2 separate regions of the Callithrix jacchus genome follow, and region 1 is linked to region 2. Evidence: chromatin contacts called from public Hi-C data. All regions are on one chromosome and are shown on one strand. The core of a region is the stretch at or near the end of the contact, and the rest is flanking DNA. Distances in the headings are between cores, read along the strand shown.

The links. Hi-C and Micro-C count contacts between places; a contact is called where the count stands out from the background.
Region 1: a contact with region 2 is called in a Hi-C map of skeletal muscle, with 4 times the contacts expected there. The contact joins the enhancer-like site here to the promoter of PALS2 in region 2. A contact is called at or near these places in 2 of 3 Hi-C or Micro-C datasets (both in skeletal muscle).

What each region holds. Positions count from the first base shown.
Region 1 is chr11:33,678,040-33,684,336 of calJac240_pri, reverse strand. No RefSeq gene overlaps it. Among named protein-coding and RNA genes, the nearest start is that of NPY, 110 kb to the left of the region's middle. Within about 2 kb of position 4,781, at least 1 of the 16 cell types and tissues checked has an H3K27ac peak or open chromatin away from gene starts, as enhancers often do. A contact at or near this core is called in skeletal muscle, where this site is marked.
Region 2 is chr11:33,508,839-33,515,772 of calJac240_pri, reverse strand. It overlaps PALS2 (protein associated with LIN7 2, MAGUK p55 family member), which reads left to right and starts at 3,613. Exons shown (of 12, transcript XM_035253618.3): 1 at 3,613-3,915.

The sequences.
Region 1 (6,297 bases), core at 3,532-6,031, 170 kb before region 2:
GACTCCCAATTAGGCCCATTGCTGGCTTCTATTTCCTGGCATATTATGTCCTATGACTATCCTGAGAATGGTTGGAACCATTCTGAGAAAGAATGACAGAACTAACTCTAAGCAAAAGCTGCTGCAGTTTCTCCCTCTGATTGGCTCCCTCACTCCTCATTTGCCTAAGGCACCCCTCCAGGTAGCCCATGTCTTAGGTCGCCCACAGTATCCACCAACTGGGGTCGTCTAATCTCATTACAGCACCTGGTGCTCCCCTAAGCCCTCCTGAACCTGTGAGTGACGTGAGCATGTTCCAGTTCTTTGTGGTGGCTGCGGAGATGGCTCAGCTAACCCCATACACTTATGTCTCTGGCAATTTCATTCCATCACACATTCATTCATTCATTCCTTTATTCATTCACTCAACAAGTAGCAAATATGGCAGGAATTATGCTGCGGATTATGCTGCTAGGCATTGGGTATCCATCCATCTAGTGAACCCCGTAAAAACAACTTATCATTTTTTTCTACAAGGAGAGGTTAAACAACAATGATCTTTGAGTGTGTTTTGAGTAAACACCATTATCTTCATAATAAGCCTTGTATTTGAATAGCCATTATAAAGTTCCATCTGAGCCTCACAACAGCTCTGTGAGGTAGATGAAGGATTGAGACTGAGAGACATCAGGTGCTTGCCCTATGACTGTACTGTTCATATCCGAGCCAGGTCTTGAGGTCTTCTGACTCCAAATATAATGTTCTCACTGCTACAATGCTTACATCTGTGAGAAGCAGTAAAATATTCAAAACCAAAAGTACCCTATGTAAACCAAGAACCACTCCCACCAAAATATAAAAGAATAGGCTGTCCAAGGTGATTGGGTTTCCGTGGCTAGGATTCAGGCCTAAATTTATATATTATTTCATCCCTGGTCCTTCTACACAGCAATCCAACTAAGGTCCAGAGAGTCACCCTGGAACACAGTGACCCAAACTATCTGCTACAGTGATGAGTGCTGGCAACTAAACCTCATAATTACCGGCTTATTAGCAATGGAGAAAAGCCACATGCAGATTTACAAAAAGAACATTTTGAATGTTCTCAGGGAGCCCTAATCAAAAAACAGCAATGCACAACAGATCCAGGCCTCTGTGCAGGTACCCATAAATTGTCTGTGACATTCCGGGGTGTCACTCTGCACAGTCAGACCGGGAGACCTCAGATCCTATCTGCATGGAAATCTCTGGACCAGGTGTTGCTCTGGGCATGTTTGAACTTCAGGGGAAAGCTGGGTAAACCAATTTCATTATTCCCAAGCAAATTTACCCAAACACCAGATAAACAAAGCCTTTTTTTTTCTTTTCTTTTTTTCACTACATGGGTAACTGGAGCAAGAAAGCTATTGCTTGTTCATTTCATCTGGTGGGACACTTTTTGGAATTTGTTTTTCAAAGAAGAGGCAAGATCACCTTCTTGGGAAGATAAACACAGACAACATCAATTTTTTGACTCTCACATAAAAGAATATCCATAAAACTAAGCTTTTCTCTATGATTTAAAACAAAGAGAAACAAGTTCTCAGTGGTCAGGCTTCATCTTGGGGATGAACAGTGCATAATCTAAGAGGCTTTTTAGCAAAATGGATTTGCCAGCTTTCAGCGTTTGTCCTGAAGGAAACATCCACTGAGTCAAAACATTTACGTTGTATAGTAAGGAGAATGTGTCAGCCTACCCTGAGGTAATGTCACAACATCTTGATGAAACATATGCCACAATCAAATTATATCAGTGCAAAAAAATCAATGGTTATATTCGTCTATGTGTTATACACCTCCGCCTAAACTTGTTCATTTACTGGAATAAAAACTTAGCAAATAAAATAGGAGAAATAAATTGCTCCCAATAAAAGTGGAATTCCTGAAAAGTTTGTTTTAAATAGACCAGAAAATCTTTTCAACCCAATCCATTATTTGTAGATTTTGATGGGTTTTGACTTAAACTCTATGCCCCTTCTAATTGTCCTGCATAATGAAACCCCACACAATAAAGTGATTGTATTTGTAAGGAACGTGTTTGGAATTCTCTTTGAATCTTAACTTCATAAGTGAGGAAACGTCTGTGAGTTGAATGCGTGTGTCCTGTGTGCATCACATACAAGTGAAAACCCCAAATATAAACAATTAAATATAGAGCTTCTTGGGTTGTGCGTGACATAGAGCAGAGAACATAGAAACCCATTGCTTCCTTCTCTTTTTCTGCTAGACACCTCCCTTCCACGCCCCCTCCCGCCATTCCCCTCCTCCTTCCCCCAACACAATTGGCAGTGTTTCAAGCACCTCTTGGAAATACTGAGTACTGCTTGCTATATGGAGCCATTGCTTGAATGCAGCTGCACTAACTGATATCTATAAAAGAGATCTTATATTTATCTGCCAGCAAAGATAAACTACCTCCCCCTACTGTCTAGGAAGCCATTAGGTGGGCTATGGTTCTATGTCCAGATTCGTATTTGATATACTGTTGTGTTTAAAGACTGCAATAAAATTGTCACAATCATCTACACACCTTCAGGTCACTCCTCCTTATCCCAAGAGGATTTTAGCACCTGATTCACTCCCTTCCCCTCAACACTATCCCTGATAGAATTCCTGGTGATTTCAGTATCCACATAGATGATTCTTCCAAAAACTCTGACTTCTCTCTCATTCTTGACATCTGCTAATCCAATGACGTTCCACACTCCTACCCCCACTCCCGCCAGCCGCAAATCCACTCCCATGACTATGCAGTACATTGAGTAATTGTCAAAAAGTACACCCTCCCCATAATCTCAATTTCAATCTTCCCACTCTCTGACCCCAGTTCTTATTTTTCTGTCTCTCTCCCAGGACATCAATTTCAATAGCTCCTCAGCCCCATTGAATCACTATTCCACTGACCTACTACTTTTTACTGTTCCTCTACCTCCTACAGCTTCAATTTCCTCTTTTCCCAGCTTAGACCCTTCACCATCTCTGTACTCACTGTCTCAACCTCAGCAAAACACAGTCCTGGTTAAAGCCAGTCCTCTACTCACCTCTCTCCAGCTCCAAGGCAGCTGACTGTGACTGAAGTCAGACACAACTGTGGCTTGCTTCAGTTGCTTCAGAGGTCTTGCTGTCCACCTATAGTGACCTGCTTAATTCACAGTCCCAATCTCTTGGGTGACTCTTACATAGCTGTCTTCTTCTCAAACATCCAACAGCTTCTTCTCCAGTTGATGGCTTTGCTTCTGCTTTCACTAAAACAAAGGAAACGATTAGAGGCACACTTCCCCCTGCCAGAACCAGCAGCCTGCCTCTCAGACCTGCCTAATGGCCCTTCTCCCCCATTACAGCGGCCAGCAGCCACCATGCCTGGCTAATTTTTAATTTTTTGTAGAGACAGGGTTTTGCACTGTTGCCCAGGCTGGTCTTGAACTCCTGGAATCCTGGTCTTGAACTCCAAGTGATGCTCCAGCCTTGGTCTCCCAAAGGGCTGGGATTGCAGGCATGAGCCCCTGCACCTAGTCTATTTTATGGGTTTTGACAAAGATATAATGACACATTCACAATTCACCACTGTTACTCCAAAGCACAGGGGCTTAAAATGAATGATAAGCTCCACTATGTTTTGGAGTAACAATGGTAAATAGCTTCATTGCCCCAAAATTCCTCTGTGCTCTGCCTATTTACTCCTCCCCATCTCCTAATCTTTGGCAACCACTGATCTTTCACTTTCTCCATAGTTTTGCCTTTTCCAGAATGAAATGCAGTTGAAATCATACAGTTTGTAGCCTTTTAGATTGGCTTCTTTCACTTATTAATATGCATTTAAGTTATCTCCATGCCTTCTCATGGCTTGATAGCTCATTTGTTTGTAGACCTGAAAATATGCATTGTGTAGATGTACCAACGTTTATTTATCCATTCACCCACCAAAGCTACAAGATGACATCATGCATCAAGAAATGAGGTAGTCCTAAACAATTCTCAACTATCAACAACTCATTTTCTTACAATTAAATAAAATGTCTCACTGGATACTTTACACATTTTAGATATAAGCCAAATAGTTATAAATCTTCCCACCTCTAACACATACTCCTGAGGTTTATTCATTCTTTCACGAAATATTCATTGTTCCATTAGCCAGGCATGGTGCTGTGTGCCTGTGGTCCCAGCTACTTTGGAAGCTGAGTTGGGAGGATCACCAGAGCCCAGGAAGTCAAGGCAGCACTGAGCTGTAATTGCACCACTGCACTCCAGCCTCGGCAACAGAGTGAGACCCTGTCTTAAAAAAAATCCATAAAAGGTACAATACTAAAAATGAACCCTAATGTAAACTATGGACACTGAGTGATGTTCCAACACAAGTTCATCAATTGTACAAAATGTACCAATGTGGTGTAAGATGTTGATAGTGGGGGAGGTTGTGTGCGTGTGTGGGAATAGAGGCTGTATGGGAATTGTCTGAAATATTCACTCAGTTTTGTCATACTTAAAATTGCTCCTAAAAATGAAGTTTACTAATTTAGAAAAAAAAAAGTAGAGTTTATTCTCCTCCTCTTGGATATGAGAACTCAGTGATTTGCTTGTAATGAATAGAATGTTCTAGAAATGATGCTATGTGACTTCTGAAGCTGGGTCATAGAGAGAGTAACTTCCACCTGGCTCTTACTTTCTTGGATGGGTCACTCACTTTAGCAGTCATGGGAACTGACCATGGGAAGCCATGTAGTTGTTACATCCTAAGGGCCTTCAAATAGCACGTAGAGAGGCTCATGGCGGAAGGAACTGAAGCATCCCACCAACATCCAGCACTAACTTGCCAGCTGTGTCTGTGAGTCATCGTGGAAGCAGAACCTCCAGCCCCAGCCCCTTCACATGCAGCCCCAGCCAACATCTTGACTGCAACAGCCTAGCCAAGCTGCTCCCAAATCCCTGATTCACAGAAACTCTGAGAGCAAATAAATGTTTACTATTATTTTAAGTCACTATGCTTTGGGGTAACTTGTTCTGCAATAATACATAACAAATACAATCCTCATTAACTAGTGTATGTTGTGTTTTTTGTGTGAATTGGCATGGAAGTGAATGTCAAACTGGGTTATATGTTATTGGATTTTCAATATAAGAAGGTTGTTTAATTATGACAAGAGTTGTAAGGTTGGAGATAATTTTGGCAGCAAGTAATAAAAATCCCAACTAAAACTGACAAACAATACTGTACATATCGGTTCCCATGCCGAAAGGCCCAGGGCAGGCTGGGTTTCCAATCAACTTGTCTAGGGGCTTCTGCTGCATCACTCTGTGACTTCCTTGCCTCTAACTTCCTGGACAGTGTCAGCCTCATCCTCCTCATCCTCACATTGGGTAACACGATGGCTGCAGCAGTTCCAGGCCTCACATCAGCACACATGTCAGCATCTAAAAGAAAAGTGTCACATCTGGAACCTTGCCCAGAAGGCTGAGAAGAACTTTCTTTGATGCTTCTCATTGGCCAGAATTGGGTCACAAGCCTATTCCTGAGCCTTCACTGGCAAGGAGGATGGGATTACCCACAGGTCACCCAGGGCCACCCCTGCAGCTGGGAGTGGTATCCGCTTTCCTTCAGGCCTGTGGGTTGGGTAGAAAAGCAAAGGGAACCCAAACAATAGGAGAGTTGTGTTAGGGAAAGAAAGAGGGGCTCTCTGCTAGACAGGCCATCAGCAGCATATCTCCCTGATGTGCTTCACACAGACACACAACAGCCATTTTAATATCCGAGAAAAAGGAAAAAATAGCTAATAAACTTTGCAAAATCTTGACAATAACACATTTCGTGATGTTCCCATGGGCTTTATACTTTCTGGCTGCAGTTTCTTTCATCTCTGGTGGGTTTTATTGTTTTTAGGTAGTGTTCTTTGTTTGGTTGTTGTTACAGAATTTAGAATTTAATAAATACTGAAGATTCCTAAAGCAATTTAAAGCTTAAATAAAGTTCTAAGTTTATTTATAGGTCACTGTGAGGAAGGAGTGAAAGGCTTGGAAGAGGTCTCTTCATGACACAGTTAAAATATGAGCTCTTTTCTGAGCCAGGGTGACTTCATGCAGGGCTGTTCTCCACATTATTAGGTGGCCTTTAATATCTTTGAAATATGGCATAATTAGAAGCCTGAACCTTACTCTAATGTTTATAGCAGCACTTTGTCAAACCAGGTTTCGGATCATATACAAATTCTGACACTAGAGGGAGTGCATAATGTATTACAGAAAGGGAAAGCATACGCCTAATAAATTCAAGGTAAAAATGCA
Region 2 (6,934 bases), core at 2,364-4,863:
TTTAGGAGAGAAAGTTCTGCTAAGACATTTCTGTCTGAGATTGTTGACCTAGTGGAACTTTTGGAGAGATTTAGATTACAAGAAAAGCCTCTGCCAGATATCTGTGAAAGCAAGATTAAAACAATAATGTACACAATCGACTGAGGTCCAAGGGTTTGTAAGCCAGTGCCAGTCGGGATGGTTCAGAGCTGGGAATGGTGATCTTCAGGCAGCCAGGTGAGACTAATCTGGAGAAGCTTTAGGAAGAGATAAATTTAAGCTGTTTTGAAAGGGGACTATTCTAGTCAATTGGCAAAGAGTCTTAAAGCACAGGATTAGGAATTTTAATTTGATTACTTGAGGTAATTTGGAGCTACCCCAGCGTTTTGAGAAGACTTGATATAAATGTTGTTTGGAAGATGATTCATTTCCATAGCTCTTAACCCTGGCTGCATATTAGAGTTACCTGGAGAGCTCTGAAAAATCCTGGCACCCAGGCTGTGCTCCAGGACAATTAAGTCTGGGGTGGCACCAAAGCATCAGTGCTTTGTTTTGTTTCTTAAAGTTCTCTGGATGATTCCAATAAAGAGCCAAAAATTAAGAAGCACTGCTTTGAGTATAGGATAAATTGCAGGGAAACAAGAGAGAGGCTAGAATTAGAAAGGTTAGCAAAAAGGCTGGAAATTGGAATCTGACCTAGCTTTGTGAGCAGAGATAAAAGAGGTGAAGCTAAATAAAGTATTCTAAAGGAAAATTTGGTTGGACTTGGTGATGCATGCCAGTTGCATTTTTAAATAAAGCTACCCTCCAGGAGTGTCACTGCTTTTACTATGATGGATTAGTTGAAAAACAAGCACACAGTTGCTTCTGCTAAAATTTGGGGCCTTTACTATTAGGAAAATTCCCAACTTCTGTAGGAGCAAAGCAGGCCAGAAAAGAAAATGTAACATGTTAAAAGTATATGTTGTTTATATTTAAAGGAGGAAACAAAATTGAGTGAGGGGTGCTCCTGAATTAAGAATCAAAATTCAGATTTTAAATTGAATCACTGTTAGGAGATACTGGGCTGTGGTAAAATTATGATCCCTTTAGAGTAACCTTGAAGGAAATGAAAAGTCAGACTATTAAGGACACTGAAGAGAAAGACTCACCATCATTCTCAATCATATCATTCCCCTTTCTTGGAATGAAGAATTTGTAACAGGTATGGGAAATGGATGGTGGTATCTCAGTATAATGACCTCTCAGAAAGCTGAGCTGGAAAGCAATGATGGGAGTTCCAATGTTTTGTTGAGAACAATTTAAATTTATCCTAGCATGTCCCACCTTTAAAGTTTAGAGAAAGGGCAGAATGTTATAAAGTAAGAGTATTATTTATAAAGGAAGTAGTGCTTCCTAATATAACTGTATATGAGTATTTGATAATATATAGACACTGAGAGAGGAACTTCACTGGCAAGAGCTTCCTGAAGGGAAGCAATCAAAGACAGTTATTGGAGCAGAATCATTTTTTCTGACGCTAAGGATGAACCTGAGTCTTACAGCAGTGATAACCTCCATCTGATAGCTTCTGTCATTACTTAGAGAACAGACTTGGAACTGCAAATGAAAGATAATTGTTCCTGCATTCCTGCTCCCAAATGCTGGGTCTCTGGTAGATGAAGAGATAAGGGAGTTGGCCAGGAGTGGTAACCAGCTATATGTCAGGTAGGTCTGCCTGTAATTTGAGGGGCAGAGCCTCCCCTAAGACTCCCTTCCTAAAACTTCCTCAGTCAACATCTTTTTACTTGCAGAGAGCAGGGGTAGAGTAGGTAAGGATGCTGTTTCCAGAAGACCCCTGAGAAAATAAAAGTGCACTATTAGGAATCAGTAACACATCTGGAAATGACATTCAGACCCACCTATAGCTGGGTCCACAGGGATGTGGTAAGGTAGGGGTCAGACAGGAGAATAGTTCACAAGCCTGGGTAAGGCACAGCAGGGAGGACCCATGGGTGTCCTGTGGGAAGCAAGTAAGCTTGGGGCAGCAAGAAAGACCTAAAAGGTCTTACTGACACCCTGAGAAGACAAGCCTCATCCTTCTTCCACTTTGTCTCTGCCTTGGGCTCCGAGCCCATTCCGCTTCATTTCATCCAGCCAGCCTAACTACAGGGGACCCAAAGCTACTCTGTGCTCTGGGCAGGTTTGATTCTCCCTAAATGCTTCCAATTACCTTTCCTTGGGTTTGCTGTTCCAGGAAAGAAGGTCCTAAATTAACACTGTACAAGGCCCCCCTGAATGTTGGTTTGCAAAATTAATGATCCTAATGGAAAAGGAAATTAATCTTTGTTGCTTGGTTGAGGATAAAGACAAAAATCACTGTTTCGGACACTGGGCCTTCTTAATATATCTCATCAATAGTATTTTCTCTCTCCCTTCCGTGCCTGCCACATTCACAAAGAGAGGAGACAATACAAATTATAACTCCATTTCTGAATTCAAAGGGCCATGATGCACGCACTTATTCTGCAAACATTTATCAATGGTCTGGTTTGTGCAAAGTGCCCAAGAGAAGCCAGGAAAGGCTGCACAGAGGAGGCCACCTGATACACATGTGAAGTTTGACTTGCACTTTCTGTAGTCATGTTTTGAAAAGACTGCAGTAAGCATCTTGTAAGATATAAATTACATTATTCAATTTTAGGAAGAACACAGTTTTTCCAAAAGCCTCCCGTCACAGGTCTGAGGGTTCACAGAGCTGTTTTAAGGGGATAGGAAGTTCTCTGGCTGACTTGCTGTGTTTTTCTAGCCAGAAGTCTCTGCTGCAGTGCATTGCTCAGTTTCTTTCAAGTGAAAAATTAAATCTGCACTCTTGTCAAAATGTGTCATCTACACACACACTCATCATAGTTCACCAGGCTCTACGCAGAGTCCAGGCTGAAAGGATGGCATGCCCTCCCCAACCCCACCCTTTCGAGGTCTGGGAAGCCCAGATGCTGGGGAGGAGCTGAACAATTGTGTCCAGGGAGTGTTTAGCAAAGCCGGCCCCGGGAGTTCTATGGGAGCCTCGGTGCTATGAAAAGAGTCAGCGTCCATCCATCTCCTCGAGTATGAATCACACTGCCCGGTAGGGCCTTTGGGAGAAAATTCATGAAGGACACAGTCAGCGCCGTAGAACCTGCCAAATACACATCAGAACCAGGGGTGTGTGTGAAGGGGGAGGGGGAGATTTTTCCAGAGGCTTTTCTTCCAGTTCCATTTCTCTTTTGTGCCTCAGGATCGGGTTCTTGAATGTAAAACTCTCAGAAAGGGCAGGGCGGAGCCTCTTTTATGCCCGTGGAGTATCTTGCCCAGCGGTGATTTCGGTTTGGCAGACCCGGCGGGGACTGGGTCCGACAAACCCTCTCTAGCGGGCGCGGTAGCGCCCCCCGGGCTGGCGCAGGGCCGGGAGCCGCGCAGCGAGGAGGAAGGGCGCCGAGCGCAGTCAGGCGGAGCCCTCCGAGGCTGGGAGGGGGCTCCACCTGGGCGCCGCGCAGCGCCGCGACGGGAGGGGCGGGGCCCGGCTTCCCGGAGGCTGTGGCGCCTCCTCGCGCCCGAGCGCGCGCGCCCCGGCGTCCGGCGCACGCGCGAGGCCCGCAGGGAGCGCGCCCCGGCAGTGGCGGCGGCGGCTGGAGGTGGAGGAGGAGGAGGGCGGCTGAGGGGAGGCTGGCCGCGCGCGCGGAGGCAGCGGCGGGGGCGACCGGAGCTGGGGCGGAGTGGGGAGCGAGGGAGAGAGAGGAGGGAAAGGGAAACGGTGGGCAGTGAGAGACGCATTTCCAATTCCCAACTACGAGCCCCGAGTTTGCAGATGGGGCTGCTCGGCGGTGCCTGTGGCTGAGGGAGAGCAGTGGCGGCGGGGAGCGACCCGGAGCGGCGGCGGCGGCGGCGGCGGCGCGGAGGCGGCTGAGGTGCGAGCCGGTGAGTTGTCGGGGCCCCAACCCCGCTCTGGTAACGGTCGCGTCGCGCGCCGGGCTGGCCGGGGGCGCCCTGTTGCTCGCCGCGGCGCGCCACGCGGGGACCCTGGCCCGCCCCGCCCCTCGGCACCTGGGCTTCGGCGGGCGGGGGCAAAGGGACCCGGGAGCTGGAGGCGGCGCGGGCAGGGAGGCTGTTCGTCGCCCCCGGCCCAGCCCGTGCGGAAGGGTCGCTCGACCCGGCTCATGGCTCTGGGGCTGCGGGCCGCGGGGCGGGCCGGAGCGCGGCAACGTGTCTGGCCCATGCTGCTGGCCGCCGCTCCCCACGCGCTCCCTGGCGGGGGCTAGGGCCGCAGACGCGCGGGGCCCCTCTGGGCGCGGGGCTCGGGCGCCGACACCTCTGCGGCGGGAGTCGTGGTGGAGCATGAATGGAGAGCTGGCACGGGGGCGGTGTTGCTGTGACTGACACCTCCGGGGTCGGTCCCGAGAGGGGGCGATTCCTCTGGCTACCGGTTCTTTCCCGAGCTCGGAGTTCCTGGCGGGTGGAGGGGAGGCTTTCTCCAACTACCGCTGCTACTTCCGAGGTACAAGACTCCAGTTGTTTGGCCAAAGTGGCTGTGGGCCGAGCACACGCTGCTCCGGGGGCGTTCGCTGCTGAGGTCGTGCTCCCGGGTCCTGGGTACATTTGTCTGAAACCGGATAGGTGTCGGGGCTTTTTTTTTTTTTTTGGTGGCTGGGTGGAGGGTCAGCAGGGGAGTCAATTGAGGGAGTCAATTGTGTGGTGACGGGATGTGGATTGGTTGGTAGATGTTTTTGCAGAAGGACTTTTTAACAGTTTATTGGGAGTTTATTCTCAGTCTTAACAGTTTCTGGGATTGCAGCTCGAGATTACATGTGTTAAACTTCCATCAGCTGGGTGTGCATCTGTGTAGGGGGTGGGGACTGAAGCGAAGAAGAGAACTGAAGACTGACCGGGAAGCTCAGAAAATTCTCCGCATTACTTATCAACAGCCGGTTAAGGTCAGGCTAGCCACATTTTACTCTTTCCTGCGCCTTTGGAGAGTCCTGGAATTTTACTTTGTGCTTCAAGTGGTCTTGTAATGTAGCTGAGAACGTTTGGGGTGCGTTAAAATGCTCTTAAATTGGAGTATGATTTAGCAGCCATTTCTTCCCATGAAATCAAGCAAATCATTTGTAAACTTATGTTGGTCGAATATATCAGGCGAGGTAATATTGTTAGTAATGCGGTAGTTTCCTTATGTAGGTATAGCAGTGGACCTCAAGTGATATTGCTTATTTATTGTAGGCATCTACTGTGCAGTGATGACAGAGTGGTAGGCCTGATTATAGTTCTGTCTTCTGAGGCCTTATTAACTAACAGTAAACAAAGAACTTTTGTGGATTGTGTCATTTTGAGGTCATTTGTACCTTTAATGTATCATCTATTTAAACAGGTGTTTATATACGTGTTTACACGATGTGTTACCCTTTAAGGTCCATGTTTTTTATATTCTAGACTACGATTACATAATACGCAAATGGTAACACTTTTAATTGCTCAGTTTTGTCCTATGGAGGCTGCACACCATCTTTATAGAAGAGGTTGTGTATGTGTTCTTACTGATGCCACCGAAATTCTTTTCCATCTGGAATGTCAAAATGAATTATTTTACATTCTAGGTTAAATCAACACTGGAAAAATGAAGGTGCTTAAGCAAGTTTAGTAGCTCTATATAAGACAGAATCTCTTTTTTTTTTTTCTTTAGACCAACTGTTGGATTTTTAAAAATGAATCATATTTTTAAACATTTGAGGGAGCAGTTTGCTTCTTTCTCAGTCTCATTTTAGGCTGAAATTGTTCCAGAAGACTACATAGCCTGCTTCTTTCTCTCCCCGCTCCCCTCTTTTTAGCTTGAGATAACCAAGAAGACATCATTGTGATTATGTGTTACCTTTTGAAAAGTTGTTTTAAAATTGAAGTTGCTTGTTTGAATATTTACTATCCCTTTACATACTTTACTACTTAATAATGGATTAGCAGAAGACAACAGATGTTTTAATTAAATGCCTTTCATATTTTTTGACATCTGAGCTTTATTAAAATTGAGTAGCATCAGCAAATTATTGCTGAGAGAGTTACAAATCATACAGGATTAGTGCTGGTCAAAGGCGAGTTGTACAAGACAGCAAGAAAATAAAAAGGGGTAAGAGAATCCATTTATACTTTTAACATCGCCTACTCTACTATAAATACCTATTGCTAGGTGACTTTTGAAAAAGAGTATCTTGTAAATCTCTCATTAGGTATATAATAGTTAATAATTTTTCTTTCCAGAGTGATTCATTTGAAATGTCACTAATTTTTTTTTTTTTATCAGAACTCTACTTCAGGTAAGTATAGTTAACCATGTAAGCGATGTGCCGATATTTATTTCAGGAAGAATGAACACTTACCCATATGATAAAACAGATTCTAAACTGTTTGGGAATATGTCAGTTATTCCTTAAAAATTATGCTGAGAAAAACTATGCTAGTTTTGTTTTAACTTTAGGTTCTTTCTTTAGAAAAGTGGTCTTCACATTTATAAATATAAGAGCAGATAAGTACAAGAGATCTCTTCTCTGATACAGCGCCATTATTGAATTAAATATTTTATTTTTTTGTTGTAGGGACCAGTTTTGCTTAGTGTTCCTGTTGAGTCTCACAGAAGCTGCAATGATTTTCCTCCTTTTCTGTTACTTTTATCTGACCACTGGGGGGAGACTTTACAATTGGGCTTAACCATATTCCTCCTCTACATATACCTTGGATGCTAATCATCCTGGGCACTTTGCCAAACTGCTGGTAAGTGTGCTGAGGAGGATGCACTCAGAAGCAAGGCTCAATCAAGGTGTTTAATGACTTTTCTTTCTTTAACTCACACCACGCTCACAAAGTATCATTCTTTATAGACTCTGTTATTAACAGTCTACTGTTAAGTGGTCTAAGTATACATCTAACATAATGAAAGATAAGATTCCTGAAT